4 separate regions of the Mus musculus genome follow, and all the other regions are linked to region 1. Evidence: chromatin contacts called from public HiChIP or PLAC-seq and promoter capture Hi-C data. All regions are on one chromosome and are shown on one strand. Each heading gives the region's core, a stretch centred on a gene start, on an enhancer-like site or on the middle of the called end of the contact. The rest is flanking DNA. Distances are from core to core; before and after follow the strand shown.

Region 1 (2,687 bases), core at 138-2,637:
GCCTGTAGGCTCTTGTAGTTTGCTGGAAATTACCTCTGGTGTTTTAATGTAAATTAAATAATGGATGAGCAAGGTGTGGTGGTAGTGCACACCTTTAGACCTAGCCTCAGGAGATGGAGGCAGGCTGGTCTGTGTGTAGGACGCCAGCCTGGTCTACAGAAGAGTCCCAAACTCGGCAAGGCCACAAGAGTGAAACCCTAACCCTCTCCCCCAGAAAACAAAAGAAACAGAAATCAAGGAATGCGAGTCGCGTCGGTAATCCCAGTTCTCAGGAATCTAGAGCAGGAAGTGCTGGGAGTGCCAGGCTAGCATGGGGGGCTACATTCAAAGCAAGTCTCCGATTCAATGCAGTCATTTTGGTGGGAGAGGGGGAGACAGGATTAGCATTCCCTCCTAGGCCAGCTCAGATTTTTAACTTCAGAGCTCATTCTGAGATGTAAATGAGGCTGTGGGGAGACTGGGTGGTTACGGGTCTGATCTGTTTCTCAGGTGCGTCAGGACTGCACCTGAGAGCGCTTCCAAGATGTAGTAAGCAGCGCCTGACCATATCAGTCCAGGGCTTTATAAAGGCAAACCGCAGAGTTAGAATTCCGGGTCTTGCAAATGTCTCTTAAGCAGAGAAACCGAGTTTGATTACAAGCGCAGAAACAGCAGTCCGTATTATAACCTATAATCTTGCTAAAACAGCAAGTCTGGGGCAAAAAAATCGGCAAGTGGACCCACAAAATACAAAAACAAACAAACAAACAAAAAAACCTCTGTAAAACTAGAGATTTACATGCTATAGGCATTTTTTTCTTTGTGGCCTCACAAACACATTAAGTTTAAACTTTAAACGTTACCTATCCCAGATCTCACTAATGTAGACCAGGCTGGCCTCGAACTCTTGCCTCCCCATCTCGAGTGCTGGTTTTAAGGACGTCCACCACACATTCGAGTTTCTCGGTCATCTTACAAAACCTCGAGAGCTCCCCGGGAGCAGCCGCAGCGTCCCGCGAAGGGCGCCCGACTCCGCCCGGCCCGGAACCCCGCGCCGCGGCCTCGACCGCGAGCTTACCAGGGTGAGCGCCACCTCCAGCATGGGCGTCAGAGCCAGCGTGCCGTGGAAGAGCGGGATGCAGTCCACGAAGAGCGTGTGGCTGCCCGCTCCGGGAGGATGCTCCTTGCGCGGCCTCTGCCTCTCGGCCACCAGGAGCCCGTTGACGGCGCAGTGCGGGTACTTGGCGCCGTGGAGCACCATCTTGCAGTAGGCCTGCGTAGTCAGCTTCACGCCGGGCATCGCGACCCACGCACCGCGGTCCTCCGCCACGACCCTCCGCTGCACGCCGTGACGCTCTCGCACCTCCGGCCGCGGCCTCCCGCCTCAGCCGGTCGGCCGGAAAACGTCTGCCGGAAAGCAGCTGCTACCCGCTCGGCCTTTCGCGACAGTTACCGCCCCGCCCCGCCTCGTCCTGCCCCGCCCTGCCCCGAGCCGCGCCGCCCCGCCCCGCCCCGCCCCGCGCTCTGAAACGGACGGGCTTGGGGCGGGGCTTCCCTGATTCCCGCGATGCTTCGCGGCTCCGTCTTGGTCTTCCGGTTGCGGGCCCCGTTCTTCCGGTCGCGAGCACCCCAGGGTGTAGAGGGCGGTCGCGGCGGTCGCCTGGGCAGCGGTGGCAGGTGACGGCCTTGGACGGCGGGTGAGGGTGGCACGGTCGGGGGCCCGAGGACCTGGAGCGCCGGGGCCGGGAGCGGTGCCTCCGAGACGCCCCCGGACCCGGGACTTGAGCGGCTCGGTGACCTTGGGGCGCCCGCTTCCCCGAGCGGGTCTGTTGTCTCGGGTCCCCGCTCCGGCCTGCCGGGCACCGGGCGTTCCCGCTGTGCCAGGCCCGAGGGACAGCGACCTGAGCCCTGACGTCACGCTACGGTTTCTGCCGCCCCGGGCGTTGATTTTTTTTTTCCCGGGCTCGGACGTTCTTTCTCGGGGATCGAATCTCAGGGGTTGTGCTACAGTGAGGCGTGGGGCTCGGGTCGCTGGGGCGGGTGACAGGGTCATCCAGGTCGCCTGCGGGACGCAGGAACGGGAAGCGGGCCAGGGCCTGAGCCTGGGCGGCCTCCTCCCGCTTGCCCTTCGCAGTCTCTGTACAAGTCAATTTTTAAAATAAAACTCAGTCGCAGGAGGTGTGCTACCGTGCTATCTATCTATCTATCTATCTATCTATCTATATATCTAGTTCTAGCAGTTTCAGTCATTTTTGTCTTTCTAGTTAATTTTTTAAGAAGCCGGATTTATAGTCATTGGCCAAAGCCATGTATATTACAGCCCTTGGCTTGATGTAAGGAAGTTCACCCTGTGCCTTCGCATCAGTAATAAAAACCGGATCCTGGGGGCATGCCTCTGGCCTGTAATGCCGGCTCTTACGAGGTAGAGGAAGGTAATAGTGGAAGCTTTCAGGCCAGTCCGTGCCTTAAAAAGTTGATGAAATCATTACCAAAAAAAAAAAAAAAAAACATTTAACATTTCGGGGGATAAGTTGCATTTACTTCCTTAATGTTTTGCCGCAAAAAGACTTTGGCTAAAAGGTGTTTGCTGTCATTGTTAAGAGGTATAAGGGTTTTTTTTTGTCTTTCAGAATGTTGGCTTCCAGAGCGCTGAGCCTGATTGGCAAGAGAGCCATTTCTACTTCGGTGTGCCTTCGAGCACATGGTGA
Region 2 (2,687 bases), core at 92-2,591, 960 kb after region 1:
TGAGTTCCAGGCCAGGCAGGGCTATATAAAGAGACCCTATCCTGACGACGACAACAACAACACCACCACCACCACAAAAGGCTCACTCTGCATCCCGGTGTTCCGTGGAGCACCACAGATGCCTATGAGCAACGTGCCACCCGCCAGTCTGTCTCTGTGAACTCCAACTAAACTCAAGAAAAGAAATCCCAGTCGCTCGCTCACTCACTTTACAAAGGCAGCTCACGATGGCCAGCTTCACCAAGAAGTTACCAGGAAGTTTAAGTTGGGCCTGGGAGTGTTGGCAGTGCTTACCGAGCACACACGACATCCTAGGTCTGATGCCCAACACTCCATAAAACAGAGGCAGGGTGGAGCAAACCTGCAATCCTAGCACCCAGGAGGTAGAGACAGAGAGATCAAGATTCAGAGTTCCCCTTGGTTATATAGTAAGTTCAATGCCAAGCTGGGCTGTATGAAATTCCGTCTCAGGAAGGCGGGCGGGTAGGCAAGCAAGGAGGGAAAGAAGTCAGTAAAGAGGGCTGGGCAAAATGGCTCAGTGAATAAAGACATTTGACTTACAACTCTGAGTTCAATCCCTGAAAACGAAGTAAGAAGATAGGAGGACCTCCTCCCCAGGGCTGCCTTCTGCCTCCCACATGCATACTGTTAGGACAGAGATGTACCCACACCATGTGCACACATGATACTAAATAAAGTTAAAGAAGACATCAGAGAGCACTTAAGTTTATAAAGCTACTATTTCACATATGCCCATGATCCCTGGCACCTGGAAGTCAGAACGGAAGGGCCTTGAATTCCAAACCAGCCTGGGTGACACAGCTGCAGACAAGACACACCCTTTTCAGGAGACAAGTTTCATATCCCACTGTGTGAGCAGCTCAGGTACAGCTTTTCAGTACATGGCCATGAGCCAGCAACAGCCCATCATGGTTGCTTGACTCCCACAGCTCCTGACCCTACATCCTGGTTCCAAGAGGAGGCCAGGGGTGTGCTGACAGTCACAGGAGACCAGCACCCCTATCACCAGAGAGCCACAAGCAAACCCAGCTCCCTACCCCAAGCCTACAGATGAAGACAGGGTAGGGGTGTGCGACAACAGGGGCTTGTCCTGGTGTGGGACCCGCTACTGAGACCCAGGCTGAGATCAGGACCACTTCACAAAGCATCAGCATGCCCCCTGGGGACAACAACAGGAAGCACTTCCTGTGTCCATGTAGAGTCAGCCCAGAGCTGAGGCTGCTGTCCCCAGGCCAGCAACTGGCCAGGTCTAGGTCAGGGCAAAGCTGTGAGCAGCCTGATGAAAACACAGGCAGGGAAAAAATGCTTTAAAAGTGATGACTCCAGGCCAAGCGCGCCTGTCAGTCTGCCGTCTGGCTGGCTGGCCTTCCTCCTCTCACCTCTTGCTCTTCTGTTTACACTGGACGCTGTCTTCAACTGCAAGTCTCAGAAACGCTGTTTTAGGTTATTTTTGGTGAGGTTAATTTATCCACATGACCGGCCGGCAGTTTGACTCAGATGCTCTCTGACTCACTTCAGAGTTTCAATGGCCCCATGTGCACATGTCCCCCTCCCATCCTGTGCAAGGCCTGGAGACTAAGCCAAGGTACCCCCTTCCCCAGATCTTCCTGTTAGTTCAAATCCTCTCCGAGCAAAGCACCTTCCTTTACTCTCACGGAATGGTCAGAGGTTCTGCTGCCTGGCTAACTGCCCTTTCATCATCATGGCTAAAACCACCAGCCCAGGCAGGCACCTCAGCCCATTTACTTAGCCCTACTCCTCACCGCAGCCCAGCAGACACACATTCAGTGCCTCATCTCTATGGGCTGTTGTTCATTGAGGGATCCGCTGCTAACACAACAATGCCTTCCATTTAGACACTAGGCAGGCATCTGTAGGACATTCAGCTACAGCCTGAGTTCCTATGGCCCCAGTGGCACTGATTTTCAGGTGGTGCTCTGTACTCCCCATCTTGCCCGGCTGGCATCACTAGGATCTCAGCTGCTCTGCTTGGGTGCCAACAGGCCATGGCTACAGGCAGATCTGATGCTCAGCACCTGCTCCAAGACCAGGACATCCTCCTCCCTCCTGAGGGCCACAGGAAAGCTCATGTGACCTCCAGTGCCGCTGCCCGTTCAGGAGTGCCTTGCTGGAGTGCAGTTTAGGTGCCTGGTCCCAAGCAGCAGAGCCCAGGTCTTGATGCACGCCTTCTAGGTATGTAGATAAGAGTGGTGTGTCCAGGCCTAGTATGTGAAGACCTTTAGGTCTCACCTCGGGGCACAGGCATGTAGCTTCAGATAATCAGGAGACTACAAGAGGATGGCTGGCTCAGGGCCAGTTCAAGATAGAGACTAAGTGCAAGACCAGTCTTGGTGACTTAGTTACAGCCTGTCTCAACAAGTAAAAAGGGGCAGAGTATCCCCAGTGCACTCAAGAGCCTCACCTAGAACATGCAAGGCCTATACTTGATCCCAGGACCATGACTCAGGTCTAAGGTAGACCCTAAAATTCTGCATTTCTGATACTGTGACATTTCAAAATAAAGGATTATGCCTGGGTCAGACCAAAGGCCTGCCCTATAAGGAGGGACATGAGCAGAAACCCCAGGCCATGTGGACAATCAGCCCAAATGGACATGTATCCCTTCCAGGTAAGTCATGGGGGTCATGTGGTTTCATGGCCAATGT
Region 3 (2,687 bases), core at 112-2,611, 680 kb before region 1:
ATGATGATAGGCATGTAGAATGCTTCGGTGGGGAGGGGTGTCTAAGAGTCCCACGGAGCCATCAAGGAGCTTTGCAAGGTTGTCATGAAAAGCGTCAGCAGGGCGGTGTGGTGGGGCCACTCAGAGCCTGGGACTTCTATTACTGACAAGCCACTCCTGCCCAAATGCTGGGTCCCAGAAAAGCCCTGTTCCTCATCACTTCCCGTTCCTGGGTGGGTAACAGGACCCAGTTTATCCTGTTTTGCATTCAAGGCTTAATGGTCACGGACACTGGCAACAGAGTGGGCACGTGCACTTTGGAGACCTGTGACTCAGAGATGCGTGCAGGAATCTCTGTGTTGGTCAGTCCCTTCACTGAGGAGAATAGGGATGCTGGCGTCTGAGGGTGGTCAGGCCAGATCGTCAGCACCAGAGAATGGCACATGGAGCACAGGGCCCACCCTCACTGGCCTTGTCCTGGGTCACCCCCAGGGCTGCTAATCAGCCCTGTTAATCAGCACTGACTCCTCTGGTACTTGGAAGACAGCTTAGGGTGTAGCAAGTGAGTGCAGGTCGCTTGATGATGGATGCTTCCAAAACTGAGCATTAAGGACGGGATTTAAAATGAAAAATATTAACATATCTGAATCTTTATCTGCGCAGTGCTGCGTCAAGGACTTGGGTAAAGATCTCTGGTTGTAATCCAGGTTCCCCAACATGTCACGAGGAACCCCAGCGGGCTCGGCTGTACCTGCTCCTGGTAGTATTTGTGGAGGTGTTAGTGGGAGGTGCCTCTTTGGATGGGTGGTCTTCTCCAGTCCCACTTTAAGTGACTGAGAGTGTTCTGGGGGATCTCTTAGCTCTTCCCGCTCATTCCCTCACTTGCCCTTAAGGGTTTGGGTGTCAACCTTTACCTAAAGTAATTTCCCGGATTCTAACCTCGGGTTATTTGCTCCAGGTAGACGCCAAATGCCCTGGGGCACGTGGTACTAAGCTTACTGGAACCTCACCCTGGGGTTCTTGAGGAGGCGGGATAATCTCTCCACAGAAGTGGGACATAGCCTCCTCCCTAAATTGCTGGGAACCCCCGAGATCCTCCTAGTTTGGGAATAGGTCGTGGCGGATAAATGCGCACACCCCGGCTCAGCACGTGCTTCCCGGTGGTCTTTTGTCCTGTCCTTCACTTGAGTAGTAGAACCGGGTGGGGTCCACAGGCCACGGACTGTCTGGGGGTGCCCAGCCTGCCGCACGCAGAAAGAGCTCAATGAAAACTACTTTTATGGTCACGGCTAGGGGCCGCGCGCTCCTTGCGCATCGTGGTCCTCAGTGCCTCCACCCTCCCGAAAACAGGAGGCGGGGCCGGCGCCTCGCAGCCCAATCAGCGCTGCCTGTGGACTTGGGGGGCGTGGCTCAGGATGCTCTAAGAAGCTACTAGGGGCCGCGCTCAAGTCCTGGACCCACTCAGAGCGCCCAGCATCCGCAAGGTTCCAGATCTGCAACTTGCTTGCCCAGCGCTCCCCAGGTTGAGGCCAGAGTTCCGCACAGGTGAGAGGGACTCGGTCCCGCTGTTCTTTTGTCTGTAGGAGAACAGGTCTTGTCGCGTAGCCTACGCTGTTCTCGAACTCTTAGCCACCTCACTGCTTCGGCTGCAATGTCTCCTCTTTCTGTCCTTTTTCGACTCTCTTGCCCTGACTAAGGCAGACGCGGTGCTTCAGGGCTGTTCAGGGCTGTGTGCCGCCGTTCTGCAGAGCCCTTACCTGCAAGATCCTTTTCAGATGAAGAAATTGAGGCTCAACTACGAAGCTTTTTGCCCGGGACTGACTCGCGGTTAGGAAGCCGTTGGAGCTGGGATCCCTAGCCTGGCTGCACGAAGCTGCTTCGCGCTTCACTGAGGCGCGCTCTTTTGCCCACCCAAGGCAATTTGCCACCATTTGGGGCGGTAGTGTGTTGTCAGTGGGCGTCGATAACTGGCTCGATGATGGCTTGGTTGCGTTAGAGGGGTCTTTCACTCTGTGAGGGTAAGGTTCAGGTGATCACAGGGGCAGGTAAGTGCCTTTGGTTCCAAATGACAGAGCCACACCCCTTTTCCATTGGCAACAGGCTTGTGGTGAGGGGGTCTCCTAACCCTATTTCAGATAAAATATGGAGGGTCAGAGAGGTAAAGTGAGCTGGACTACAGCAGAGACAGGTCTGGAAGCCACCTCCGACTGCCTCCAAGGCTTCCCAGGGACGTGTCCAGGTGTAGCACAGTCTGGACTCTGGCCCATAGGAATCCTTCTGTCTCAGTTTCCTGAGTTGTCGGGATTATAGCAACTCTTCTAGAGACTGTTTTAGGGAACACATGACAGGGTCTTTTCCTAAAGTGGGCATCTTGAATTAAGTCCTCCTGTCAGGAGTATTGGCCCCAGATGAGGAAAGCCAAGATCAGCTCCTTTGGGGTATAGACTTGGTGCCAGATGCCTGTTGCTGCAGTGCAATTTGAACTGGCCCTCTTTCCAGGGAAAGGTGAGTTGCTACGGTGACTAAGCCCGTGTGAGAGGCTGTCTGGATGCCTGGCTTTCCTGGAGCCAAGAGCGGGGCTGGAAATGTCCACTGTTAGACCTGGGCTCCTTGCCCTGAGGAAGTAGGGTAGTCCTGCCTTCTCCAGATGATCTTACACTCCGCACATCAGGTCTGGAGTCTGACAGCCCTGCAGAACAAGGCTGGAC
Region 4 (2,687 bases), core at 123-2,622, 630 kb after region 1:
ACACACACACACGGAAGGAGGAAGGGAGAGAGAACAGTAATAGTAATTTTATAAGAAAAAAATTTCCACACACAAGTTGAGAAGAAGCTATTCCATCATCTTAACAGGCCTGTGGCAGAAGTGGCAGGTGACATCTTTTGATGGGGGAGGGTGGTCAAGTTCCCTGTGTCTCTATTTAGTTACCTTATCTTTCAGCTTGGGTAAACCTGTCAGACACAGGTTGGCTCTGTCCTCAGAATCCCAAGTTCAGATCCCAGCTCCCTCACAGACTTGTGCTGGAGCCCAAGACCCAGTCCAGGCCTGGTAGTGCTCCAGCTTCCCCAGATGTCCTCCCTGGGGAACGGCACGAAGCTAATGTCGTGCCCAGAGTGTGTTAAGAGTGTGAGGAGGGAGAGCTCGGGGCTCTGGGGACACCAAACCCACCCAGACTCAGCACATACAAGCTCCTTTCTTTCCCTTAGCCTTGGTGGCCTCCTGACTCTCCTGAGGGTCCTGGTTTCCTTTCTTGCCTGTCACCTGCTGAGAGAGTGAACTGGCACAGAAATTCCTCCTCGTGAAGCTTGCAGCCCGGAGCAGATCCCAAGCCCATGTGCTGTTTGAATACGGGACTCAGTCCACAGAAGGAGGTGAGATGACCACAGGAATACAGCCAGCCAAGGCTGGCAACGATTGACACCCAGACTCCCCGTGGTGCTGTCCTAAGCCCCTCTTAAGCTTTATTCTAGGTAGTCTCTGGGTTGGGGGTGTGCTGGACCACAACCCCACACCGGGCTGCAGTACAAAACAGAAGAGGGGGCAGGCAGAGGGGGCGCGGTGCACACACGGGTTGGGGCTTTCTAAGCCGCAGCACCTGTTAATGGCCGGGTTAGGTATGACCTATTAAACATTTACCGCCCATTTCCTGTACATGTCTGGTGAGGCCTGCAGGAAATTCAGAACAAATTAAACAGCAGCTGTGATCCCTCATGCTCCATCGGTCCCTCCCCGGGCCCCGCGTGGGACCGTAAAACATGAGGGGCAGTTCTATTAGGGACAGGCCCGTTTCATCAAGGAAGCTCCCCCCATCTCCTGCCAACCAGACTCCATAAAGTTAAATTGGCCAGTACGTATCTCCCTCCCGCTTCCACCCACACGGGCCAGCTCCTTGAGGGAGATTGTTCAGATCCCACACCCAGCTCACCCCTCAGCCCTGCCCCCTCCGCTGTTCCCACACGATCTCACATGTGGTCGGAGAGGGGGCACTTCCTGCCGTTATAAAATGCAAAACTGAGACCCCAGCAAAAACAGCCTGCCTGCGTGCGGAACACCCAAGTTGACAGTGTGAGAGAGGAGGCCTAATCCATTCCATATGACAAGCAGCAGTGGCCCGCAGGGGCAGGCCAGACCCCAAGGAGGGTTCAGAGCAGCTCCCCGGCCCCCTCCCTGCCCTGCCTTCCCTACCTCCCCCCTCTCTCAAGTGGATCCTTCAAACCAGGAGAAAAATACTGGAAGGACCGTAGCCCCAAGTTAAACCAGCCCGTGTTTGGGTTTGACAGCCTGCGAGGTATTGTTCCATCTTACACTTTGAAAATAAACTCTAGGAAGCATTAATGCAGATGCGGGGATAAACATGCTCCTCCTCGCAGTCTCTGTCCCCGCCCATGCCCTCCCCGCCCCCACGCCCTTCCCCAGTGCCTGCGTTCACTCCTCCAGGTTACGGCTTAGGCTGATGGAAGGACCAGATGGGTCTTTAAATGGGGGAACTGTGCAGCCCTTGCTGTGTAAACAGACAGCTGTCCAGATGATGGGGTTGAGGGAGCCCCGAGAAAGCAGCCTGCGGTAATCGCTCCCTCTGTGGTTCTTGGAAAGTGGAATAAACACATCCAGACAGGCTTCTCTCCGATTGCTCTGCAGCAGGAGGCTCGGCATCACCTCGGTGAGAGGAAAAGGCCCCATAGCCGAGGGTCAGACTGTCAGATACGAGGAAGAGAAGGCACTTCTGTGGTGACTGCACACTGCGTGACCTTTTTTTCGACGTCTGCGGTTACACTTTGATGCTGAGTGACCATTTACAATGACAAACGTCCTCTGGTGAACCCCAGCCCCTGCTCATGGCCACTGACCAGAACAATCTCCTCCTCGCAGACCCTCACCAAGGATACCACCTTATCCTGACCACATCCAGAATAGAACCTTCCCACTTCCTGTTTCCTACTTCCTGCTTCCTGTTCTCCAGTTCCATAAACCATTCTCCCTGAGAGGTGCTAAAAATGGAAAGGAGAAGATGAAAGTTTGGCCGGAAGATTTATCCGAGCCCATAAAAGTCTCTCCAGCCCTCTGCAGACAGGATTCTCACTTCTGCTTCAACTTAACCTTTCCCTAAGTCGACGATCTGAATTTTGCCCATAATTCCACTAAAACCAACTGGGATCTCCATTGGTGGCTGGGCTGTTCTGGACGACTTGACAAATTAGTACAGTAAATTTCAAGTGTCTTAAGCACTAAATTAGGTCATTTGTTTAATGAGCCAATCCACTGCCCAGAGTTTGACCCCAGCCCACTAGGGTGAGTTCACACGGAGTTCCACAGCAGGGGTCTGGGCTCCCTCATCTGTCTTTTGCTTCTAGTTAAAAATGCCCTGAAGTCAGGGCTGGAAATCAGATTGCAACTGGAGCTCTGGCTTGTCAGTAAGCAAAGTAAACGGACAA

Evidence for each region. Promoter capture Hi-C pulls out the DNA fragments that hold promoters and counts their contacts. HiChIP or PLAC-seq counts read pairs in DNA pulled down with a chosen protein or histone mark.
Region 2: a contact with region 1 is called in an HNF4G HiChIP or PLAC-seq map of pancreatic cancer cells. The contact joins the enhancer-like site here to the promoter of Emc8 in region 1. A contact is called at or near these places in 4 of 39 promoter capture datasets (cranial neural crest, frontonasal cranial neural crest, hippocampal neurons and 1 more) and 4 of 115 datasets of contacts at active chromatin or transcription factors (astrocytes, large pre-B cells, pancreatic cancer cells and 1 more).
Region 3: a contact with region 1 is called in an H3K4me3 HiChIP or PLAC-seq map of fetal liver, with 4 times the contacts expected there. The contact joins the promoter of Crispld2 here to the promoter of Emc8 in region 1. A contact is called at or near these places in 1 of 39 promoter capture datasets (cranial neural crest) and 1 of 115 datasets of contacts at active chromatin or transcription factors (fetal liver).
Region 4: a promoter capture Hi-C map of pre-B cells shows a contact between it and region 1, with 3 times the contacts expected there. The contact joins the enhancer-like site here to the promoter of Emc8 in region 1. A contact is called at or near these places in 3 of 39 promoter capture datasets (hippocampal neurons, liver and pre-B cells), 2 of 115 datasets of contacts at active chromatin or transcription factors (double positive thymocytes and large pre-B cells) and 1 of 9 other capture datasets (adipose tissue).

Annotation. Positions count from the first base shown.
Region 1 is chr8:120,666,700-120,669,386 of GRCm38.p6, forward strand. Emc8 (ER membrane protein complex subunit 8) reads right to left here and starts at 1,388. Exons shown (of 5, transcript NM_010926.6): 1 at 1,058-1,388. The coding sequence starts at 1,279. Gm27021 (predicted gene, 27021) reads right to left here and starts at 1,443. Exons shown (of 4, transcript NM_001308449.1): 1 at 1,058-1,443. The coding sequence starts at 1,279. It overlaps Cox4i1 (cytochrome c oxidase subunit 4I1), which reads left to right and starts at 1,526. Exons shown (of 5, transcript NM_009941.3): 1 at 1,526-1,656; 2 at 2,610-2,683. The coding sequence starts at 1,547.
Region 2 is chr8:121,630,575-121,633,261 of GRCm38.p6, forward strand. The region is part of intron 1 of Zcchc14 (zinc finger, CCHC domain containing 14); the gene reads right to left. Among named protein-coding and RNA genes, the nearest start is that of Zcchc14, 20 kb to the right of the region's middle. Within about 2 kb of position 1,342, at least 94 of the 459 cell types and tissues checked have an H3K27ac peak or open chromatin away from gene starts, as enhancers often do. A contact at or near this core is called in astrocytes, liver and pancreatic cancer cells, where this site is marked.
Region 3 is chr8:119,991,077-119,993,763 of GRCm38.p6, forward strand. It overlaps Crispld2 (cysteine-rich secretory protein LCCL domain containing 2), which reads left to right and starts at 1,362. Exons shown (of 15, transcript NM_001310635.1): 1 at 1,362-1,524.
Region 4 is chr8:121,299,914-121,302,600 of GRCm38.p6, forward strand. No RefSeq gene overlaps it. Among named protein-coding and RNA genes, the nearest start is that of Gm33823, 37 kb to the left of the region's middle. Within about 2 kb of position 1,373, at least 82 of the 459 cell types and tissues checked have an H3K27ac peak or open chromatin away from gene starts, as enhancers often do. A contact at or near this core is called in double positive thymocytes and pre-B cells, where this site is marked.